Regions from separate parts of the Sus scrofa genome. Here region 2 is linked to region 1. A link is a contact called in public promoter capture Hi-C data. All regions are on one chromosome and are shown on one strand. The core of a region is the stretch at or near the end of the contact, and the rest is flanking DNA. Distances in the headings are between cores, read along the strand shown. Region 1 holds the start of LOC100154508 (histone H2A type 1-F-like). Region 2 holds the start of ZNF389 (zinc finger protein 389).

The links. Promoter capture Hi-C pulls out the DNA fragments that hold promoters and counts their contacts.
Region 2: a contact with region 1 is called in a promoter capture Hi-C map of liver, with 4 times the contacts expected there. The contact joins the promoter of ZNF389 here to the promoter of LOC100154508 in region 1. A contact is called at or near these places in 1 of 5 promoter capture datasets (liver) and 2 of 47 Hi-C or Micro-C datasets (embryonic fibroblasts and heart right ventricle).

Annotation. Positions count from the first base shown.
Region 1 is chr7:21,604,634-21,609,155 of Sscrofa11.1, reverse strand. It overlaps LOC100154508 (histone H2A type 1-F-like), which reads left to right and starts at 2,589. Exons shown (of 1, transcript XM_013977504.2): 1 at 2,589-3,098. The coding sequence starts at 2,635. The coding sequence ends at 3,027. It overlaps LOC100525821, which reads left to right. Exons shown (of 4, transcript XM_021099852.1): 3 at 1,890-1,901. It overlaps LOC100621915 (histone H2B type 1-N), which reads right to left and starts at 2,402. Exons shown (of 2, transcript XM_013977505.2): 1 at 1,918-2,402. The coding sequence starts at 2,320.
Region 2 is chr7:22,005,472-22,009,993 of Sscrofa11.1, reverse strand. It overlaps ZNF389 (zinc finger protein 389), which reads right to left and starts at 2,610. Exons shown (of 2, transcript NM_001145130.1): 1 at 2,562-2,610.

The DNA of each region.
Region 1 (4,522 bases), core at 1,340-3,839:
ATCACAACCACAGCCAAACCAGATCTGAGCACAATCTCCACCTACACTCATGGCAACGCCAGATCCCTAATACACTGAGCAAGGCCATGGATCAAATCCACATCCTTGTGGGTACTAGTCGGGTTCTTAAAATGCTGAGACACAATAGGAACTCCAAAACATGTTTTCTTTTTTTTTTTCTTTTTAGGGTTGCACCCACCTGCATATGGAAGTTCCTAGGCTAAGGGTCTAAATGGAGATGTAGCCCTTGGCCTACACCACAGCCATACAGGATCCAAGCCAAGTCTGCAACCTATACCACAGCTCACAGCAATGCTGGATCCTTAACCCACTGAGTGAGGCTGGGGATCAAACCCAAGTCCTCATGGATGCTATTGGGTTCGTTAACCACTGAGCCACAATGGGAACTGCAGTCCCTGTTTTCTTATACATTATAATTACTCTTTTAATATGGGTATTATAAAAGTTCAAAAATATGAAATTATAAATCACCTAAAAATTACATCCTCCAACTTCTAAAAAGATATAGTCAGATCTATTCAACTTTGAACCTGAGACCTTAAGCAAAGATTCAAAATAATTTTCCCCTTTCTCAAAGCCGGACTTTAGCTTGGAGAGATTTTTTCATGGCTAGACACTTATCTTGGCACATTGCAAAATAAAAATATTAGGTCACATATACTTTCTTATGCAATTTGAACAAATGGTAAATTTTGAATCAAGTGGTCAGTTGGTAAAATAACACTTCTTTTGGATGGACTTCCAGGTTTTTCCCGGGAGAGACAAACTAGTTTTAAATATGCCATTCTTAAGGGCCTAAAATGAAGAGATGGGATCCTGACTTCTTGATTTTAAGATAGGGGAACAGCTCTTCTTCTTCTGTACTATTTTAAAATTTTTATTACAATCAGTAGAGGAACAGTAAATCCAAGGGACATGCAGAGAAAAAAAACACAGTAGGGAGTAGGACCTAATCCCTCCCTTACAGAGAAATTTCACTCAGAGAAATTAGGGTGTGGAGAAAATGATGAGTTCTTTCCACAAAGCCGCAGGGAGGGCCCTGAATTCTCCCAGTTAGGCTTAATTCACAAAGGGAAACCGTTGTAAGCTTCAAATTGCGAGCGCAGCATCTGGATTGGCTACCAATCCAAGGTGGAACTTGATAGATGCGTGCGAAGATCTGAACTGGGTTCTCACTTCCATTTCTTTCTTTACTACCTTTCCAACTTGCTATTCGGCAAATCCAAACTCATGGAAAAGAGCCGGCATCTCTCGCCAAAGAAAAATATGGGGAAAAAAACAAACAAACAAAAATGATTGTACCTTTCTGCTGTGTGCCAAGCGCTTTAGTCAGGTACGTTTAAGTTCAAATTAAAGATGGAGCTCTCAAGGGATTGTTCACGAAAGCTTTTGCCAGGGTGATATTTTAAAAGGCGAGAGGGTTTTGTTTTAGGAAACGGTATTTTGGAAATTCCCATCGCGGCACAGCTAAAACGAATTCGACTAGGAACCATGACGTTACGGCTCGATCCCTGGCCTCGCTCAGTGGGTTAAGGATCCTGCGTTGCTGTGGCGTAGGCGAGCGGCTACAACTGATTCAACCCCTAGTCTGGGAAGCTCCACACACCACGAGGATGCGGCCCTAAAAAGCAAACAAAAAACTATTTTGTTTCCTTTACTACACTTGTCTATCATGCACCTGATCCTTCTCGACATAAACATTTAACACAATATTGAGCGTTGCTGCAGCGCCACCTACATCTTAGTGGAAGTAACTTCTAACAAGATCAAAAAAAAAAAGCGGAAATTGCTTCTTTGCAGCAAATAAAAAAAACCTCTGTATAAAGTGAGTGCCAGGTCTCTTTAGAAGACTGAGTGGCTCTGAAAAGAGCCTTTGTGATGTGGGACGAGCCTTACCAGTCGCTCCGCTGCAGGCTGGCTCACTTGGAGCTGGTGTACTTGGTGACAGCCTTGGTGCCCTCGGACACGGCGTGCTTGGCCAGCTCCCCGGGCAGCAGCAGCGCACGGCCGTCTGGATCTCCCGGGACGTGATGGTCGAGCGCTTGTTGTAATGCGCCAGCCGCGAGGCCTCGCCGGCAATGCGCTCAAAGATGTCGTTGACGAAGGAGTTCATGATGCCCATGGCCTTGGACGAGATGCCGGTGTCGGGGTGGACCTGCTTCAGCACCTTGTACACGTACACCGAGTAGCTCTCCTTGCGGCTGCGTTTACGCTTCTTGCCATCCTTCTTCTGCGCCTTGGTCACCGCCTTCTTGGAGCCCTTCTTTGGGGCCGGAGCGGACTTGGAGGGCTCAGGCATAGTCAGGAATCAATCTGCGAACAACCCAAAGGTAAAAGGAAAGAGAATGAGACCGTCTGCTCCGTTCTCAGCTTCTTATACAAAGGAGGCAGCGAGCAAAGTCATGATTGGTGGTGAATCGTGGACACGTCACTTGATAGTTTTGACCAATCAAAATAAGTGTATTTCAAAGCTAGGATTTCATTGGGTTAAGAAAAACTGCGGCTTTGGCCAATGGCACACTTTCATTTTCGCGCCCTGTAAAGACTATAAATGGTAGCACTTACTGTATAGCTCCACAACTTATTGTACCGGTTGTGTTTATTTCATTGATCATGTCTGGACGGGGTAAGCAAGGTGGTAAAACTCGCGCCAAGGCTAAAACGCGCTCTTCCCGAGCCGGACTTCAGTTCCCAGTGGGAAGAGTTCACCGTCTGCTCCGCAAAGGAAATTATTCCGAGCGGGTTGGCGCCGGCGCGCCAGTGTATTTGGCTGCTGTGCTGGAGTACTTGACAGCTGAGATCCTGGAGCTGGCGGGCAACGCGGCCCGCGACAACAAGAAGACGCGCATTATTCCGCGGCACTTGCAGCTGGCCATCCGCAACGACGAGGAGCTCAACAAGTTGCTGGGCAAAGTCACCATCGCTCAGGGCGGCGTCCTGCCCAACATCCAGGCGGTACTACTGCCCAAGAAAACTGAGAGCCACCACAAGCCTAAGGGCAAGTAGAGGTTTGGTGTCCTTTGTAACTCAGACCTTCCCAAACCAAAGGCTCTTTTCAGAGCCACCTACTTTAGCAACAAAAGGAGCTGTGCTTTTGAAGTCGCACTGTTTTTCAGGTAGCAAAGTTTGGCCAGGGACTTTCCCTAGTACGTTAGTTGCTTTCCTAAACATGAAACTGTTTTCCTCAGTAATCTCAATTAAATTTAGAGGAGAGCAAGATTCACGCATCTCTGTAGTTCCCCTACAGAGTCAAAGTCCTGAGACAAAAACTAGCACCCTGTGATCTTAGCCTCATTCTCCTAAATCGGTAGAATCTTTGCACCACTCACTTTACTAAATGGCAATACAGTAGTAATCCAGGCAGGTAAATTCTTTGTTTAAATAGCTTCAGGTAGAGAATACATTTCATAGTGAACTTAACGTAAATGATGAAGTAAAGACACTATGGAAACTACATTTGGAAGTGGTTGCCTTAACAAATATGAAAAGTGGGTATTGTAAATTGCCATATCAGGTTCTTAGTCCTATGATGTCAATTTTTTTACTTCCTTCTCCCATCATCACTCTCACCCTTCCCTCCAATCACCAAGTCACCCTAGCTAGAGAGGGCCTTCAATTCTCCACATCAGTCAATGTGTACTTTTCCTTATGAAAAATTTTGATGAGAACGAGTTTCTATAGCATTCCTAGTCCACTGGAATAAGTTTTGAGTTTTCTGAAATACTTGAATTTCCTATATATGTCTCAACTGCAATCACATGTAAATAATACTGCTTGGAATAAAAGTGACCACAAGCAATCACAAAAGGAGGTATTACCTTTCTTCCCTTTTCTAACTTGTGATTATTTGATATGGGAAGATCCAAATCTAATTATTCAATTTTTTCCCTCTTTAAAAGCCAGCTGCATTTTGAGTTTTTAAATTTTAAACAACCATATTTCATATCAAGAACTGTAAAGTAAATGGTACAGCTCCAAGGGAGGCCTATAAGTTCTTTCAATTTATAATAAAATATGTAGTTACTCGTATTGATGTTGACGATGCAATTACTAACACTTTCTTTATTGCATTATTTCTATTCCCCACAAGAACCACCACATTGTTAAACTCATGCCTGCCTTAATAATTACTGGTTGGGGGGGGTTATTTTGAGTTTTGTTTTGTTTTTTGCTTTTGACCACAGTCCTGGCATGCAGAAATTCCTGGGCAGGGATGGAACTGGCAGTGGCAACCCTGGATCCTTAACCCATTGCACCACAAGGGAACTCCGACTGATGTGGTTTTGATAGATCAAATCAGAACTTATAGCCAAATAATTGATAAATGAATATAAATTTTTTGTTTAACATAAAATGGTCAAATATGATATATCATTGTTTGTTTATAATTCCACCATAACTGAATTTTTAAAAATTGACTATTCCAATTTCATTGGATAAAGCACTTGCTGTTCTTCTTTATACATAATTAGAAAAAAAGTAAAACTTGGATTTAAAAAAT
Region 2 (4,522 bases), core at 1,361-3,860, 400 kb before region 1:
AACAGAACAGACCCTTTATCTCTCCAAAGAAGGGTCCATTCCATCTTTATAGTTCAGACCAATGTGTAGATAACTTGTTGGACTGCTCCCACTCTCTTATCCCCTGGGAACAAACCCAATTCCATATCCAAACTTGCTAAAATTTTTGCTTCAAACTCAAATTTTACAAATTATCCCTCTCTGACTTTTTTCCATAAAAACAAGTTGTTTTATGTCTCAACAGTGATAAGTCAAGTTGACAGTGTGAACCCTTGATAAGAATGGTACTTCAACTCTGTGGTCTTCCTCCTCAAAATCTCTAACCTCAGTATAATAATGAGAAAAACTTCAATCAAATTCCAATTGAATGACATTCTACAAAAAGCCTGACAAGTACTCCTCAAAACTGTCAAGATCATCAAAAACAAGGAAAGTCTGAGAAAGTGTCACAGCCAAGAGGAAACATGACAATTAAATGTAATATAATATACTGAATAGGATCTTGGAATAGAAAAAGGACATTAAGTAAAAACTAAGGAAGTGGAAATAAAATCTGGACTTTAATAATATGCAATAGTAATTCAATAGTTGTGACAACTGTACTATAAAATGTAAGATATTAATAACAGGGGAAGCTGGGTGTGGGGTATATGAGACCACTCTGTACTCTTTTCACAATTTTTCTGTAAATCTAAAATGCCCAGAAACTATTCTAAAAATTTTATTTAAGGAGTTCCTGTCGTGGTGCAGTGGTTAACGAATCCGACTAGGAACCATGAGGTTGCCGGTTCGGTCCCTGCCCTTGCTCAGTGGGTTAACGATCCGGCGTTGCGTGAGCTGTGGTGTAGGTTGCAGATGCGGCTCGGATCCCGCGTTGCTGTGGCTCTGGCGTAGGCTGGCAGCTACAGCTCCGATTCAACCCCTAGCCTGGGAACCTCCATATGCCGCGGGAGCGGCCCAAGAAATGGCAAAAGACAAAATAAAAATAAAATAAAAATTTTATTTAAAAATTTGTCTATGTTTTTGAACAGGTAATATACAATTCAAAAGTCAAAATGATCTAAAAAGATACAGAGAGATCTTATTTCCACCCTGATTCCCTCTGAGTTTGCCACCCCCATAGGTAATCGATTTTATTAGTTTCTTACGTCTTTCTAGTATTTTTTCTTTTTTTTAGAGCTGCACCTGCGGCATATGAAAGTTCCCAGGCTAGGGATCAGAAAACTACAAAACGCCAAAGTTTAACACAAGCCTCCTGTAGGAAGGAGGGTCTGTATCCACCAGCCTATGCCACAGCCACAGCCACAGCCACGCTGGATCTGATCTGTGTCTGTGACCTACACACAGCTCACGGCAATGCCTGATCCTTAACAGGCCAGGGATCAAGCCCAGAACCTCATGGTTACTAGCCAGATTCGCTGCTGCTGCGCAACAATGGGAACTCCTTCCAGTACTTCTTTACCCAAACAAGTAGAGCCTCTGATTTTCTTAAATCAGTTTCAAGCCCCACAAATCAAGCACAGGTTTACTGTCATGGACACTACACCCTCCACGGCTTAGGAATTGTACCATTTCTGAGTGATGCTGTTCTATCAGGTTTGAAAAAGGTTCACTCAGGGCGCAGGTCACACGCAAATGAACCCTAGCCTAGAGTCCAGGAACATGGTTACCATGGAAGCAGCTGGTCCTACCCAAACCCCTTCTGTTCTGTAGCTTGCTCACACTTGAATTAGCCTTTCCTGCGGTTAGCTGCCTCAATGCGCCCTCTTTTCCCTAATATACTCCCCTCCCAGCCCCAAACTGCTGATACTAACTTCAGGAAACTACAAAGAAAAATAAATGATTTTTTTCCTGAGTAAAATATCTTAAGGCTACAATTATGTACCAAGTACCTTTCTGAGCTGTTATCAGATACCTTAATATTTTTAATTTCGAAGAAAAGCTATCAACGCGAAAGACATTTGCTCTCATCTTTGAAACTCAAGAAAAAGGATGGGGGGCGAAGCGGAACGGAATATAGATACCAAAAGAAGAGTTTCCATGAACAGAACATTCAGCTAAACTGACTTTCTCTTTGAGGCAAAACGAAAATATTTCAAGAACATCTAAGTAAAGTTGCCAAAGGTCCCTCAGCTACCAAGATTACAACAACACAAAGGAGAGCGAAGGGCCCAGGGACAAGAGAAAAGATCTCCCTCTCCGTCCCTCCCTTTCCCGCGCCGGGAAATCGGGACCCGGCCGGAAAAGCCAAGGGGGTCACTCGCTAGACGGTGAGTCCTCCGAGCCTCTGAGCTGCAGGTGGGGAACTCGGGGGCGCGGGGGGGGGGTGTCTCTGGGGAGGTGGCAATATTAGCACAGCAACGGCCCAGAGGAAGGGACAGAAGAGGGGGGAGGGCGGAGAAAAGGGGAAGAAAAAGGGAGCAAAAGAGAAGGGAGGAGCAGGCGAAGACGGTGGAGGACACGGGTCGGGCGCCGGATCGAGGGGCATGAGGCAAGGAGCCGCAGCGCGCAGTCACCCCCTCTGTGGCTCTTCGCCCCAGCGCTCACTCCAAACCCGAGGGAAAAGACGAGGGAGCACTTACCTGGAAAACTGTGATCTCGTGACCTCACTGTCCGTTTAACGCCTGCACTGGCCTGCAGAGGTCGACTTCCGCGGAACCCCGCCCCCCGGCACCTGGTGGTCGCTCTAGGATCCTGGAGGCTTCCCTCTCGGTGGTTCGGTGGTTCGTGAGCCGACGACCTGAAAGGAGAGAGGAAAGGGTTCTATTTACCCAGAAGGCATTTTAGGTTTTTTACCTCCCTTAATCCTGCAGAGCAGACGTTACAGTCCTCCTCTCATATATAAGAAACCCGAAGAGTTTCCTGGTGGCTCAGCAGGTTAAGGATCCCGAATTGTCGCTGTTGCTCTGGTCAGTGGTCTGGGAACATCCACAACCGTCGGGGAATGCCACCAAACAGATAACTTTTCTGAGCTGGACAACTAATAAAAGAGCAGAGGTGAAATTTGAACCTAGATCTGTAACAGTCCAGTTCCTTCCAGGGGGACCAGCAAATATAGCTCCTGAGGGCTTAAGTCTCAGAAAGTAATCCCCATATTAATTTGTTGTGCTTTGTTTGTTTTTTTTTGGCCAAGTCTGAAGCATTCGGAAGTTCCCAGGCCAGGGATCCAACCCGGGCCACAAAAGTGACAAGCCAAGTCCCTAACCACTGGGCCACCAGAGACCTCCCCTATATTAATTGTAAATTTAGCGCTATTCAAATAACAATTCAAATCTTTAATAAGTAGATTTTTGGAGTTGAAGACTGCCTGGGCAAACTGAAAAAGAAGGGAGATGAAGGGGCACTTGTCCTAAAGGATTTTAAACATATTATAAAGCCTTAATAATTAAACAGTGTAGTACTGGTAGGTGAGATAGACATACAAATGATACAGAATAGAAAGTTCAGAAATAGATGCAAATGTTGGGAGTTCCCATTGTGGCTCAGTGAGTTATGAACCCAACTAGTATCCATGAGGATGCAGGTTCAATCCCTGGCCTCACTTAGTGGGTCAATGATCTGGCATTACCATGAGCTGTGGTGTAGATTACAGATGTGGCTTGGATCCCGAGTCGTGGTGGCTGTGGCTGTGGCTCTGGCCAGCAGCTGCAGCTCCAATTCAACGCCTAGCCTGGGAACTTCCATATCCCGTGGGCAAGGCCCTTAAAAAAATAAAAAGACAAAAAAAAAAAAAAAAAAAAAAGGAAATAGAAGCAAACGTTATGAAAGGGTTGGGCTGCTCCACCACTCTAAGGCCAATAAAGAGGCAAGATCTGTGGAAAGGAAAGTTTGCTTTATTTCGGAGGCTGGTGATGGGGGAGGGAAGGCTACTCCTTTACCAAGTCTGACTCCCTCCACTGACAATCAGTAGGCAAGAGCTTTCATAGGCAGAAGCAGCATGATCACCTCTGACAGTCATCTTGAAATTGGTCATATGGTGGTCTGATCAGCATCATCTTGATTGTTTAAGAATAGTTAGTCTTCAGTTCCAGGGCTGGTTTGTCCTCGTTTCTTTGAGGCCAATTGGAATTGTGGGCGGCTTATGTCAAGGCTACAGTCTGGTCATCGTGCAGTGACCTTCTACCTGATGCGGGTTTTGGCTCACAGGATATGGCTCAGAATATTATGTATAGCCCTTGAGGAGGAACTAAGCCCTTGACTTTGTTTAATGACTAAACTATTACTATTTGGTCTCGTTTGTTTTCCTTTTGAGTGTTTTCTCACTTCTCTGGTTAAACCTATTCTTTGACTAAAGTTATTCTACAGACAAAAGGCAGGCAGAGGACATGGGGGCGGGGGGAGGACCATAGGGCATTGTGCCATTTCACAATCACAAGAAGAAGTCCAGCATATAATAAAGGGAGCAAATCAGTAAGAAAAAGATGAACAGGAGTTCCCGTCTTGGCGCAGCAGAAATGAATACAACTAGGAACCATGAGGCTGTGGGTTGGATCCCTGGCCTTGCTCAGTGGGTTAAGGATCTGGCATTGCTATGAGCTGTGGT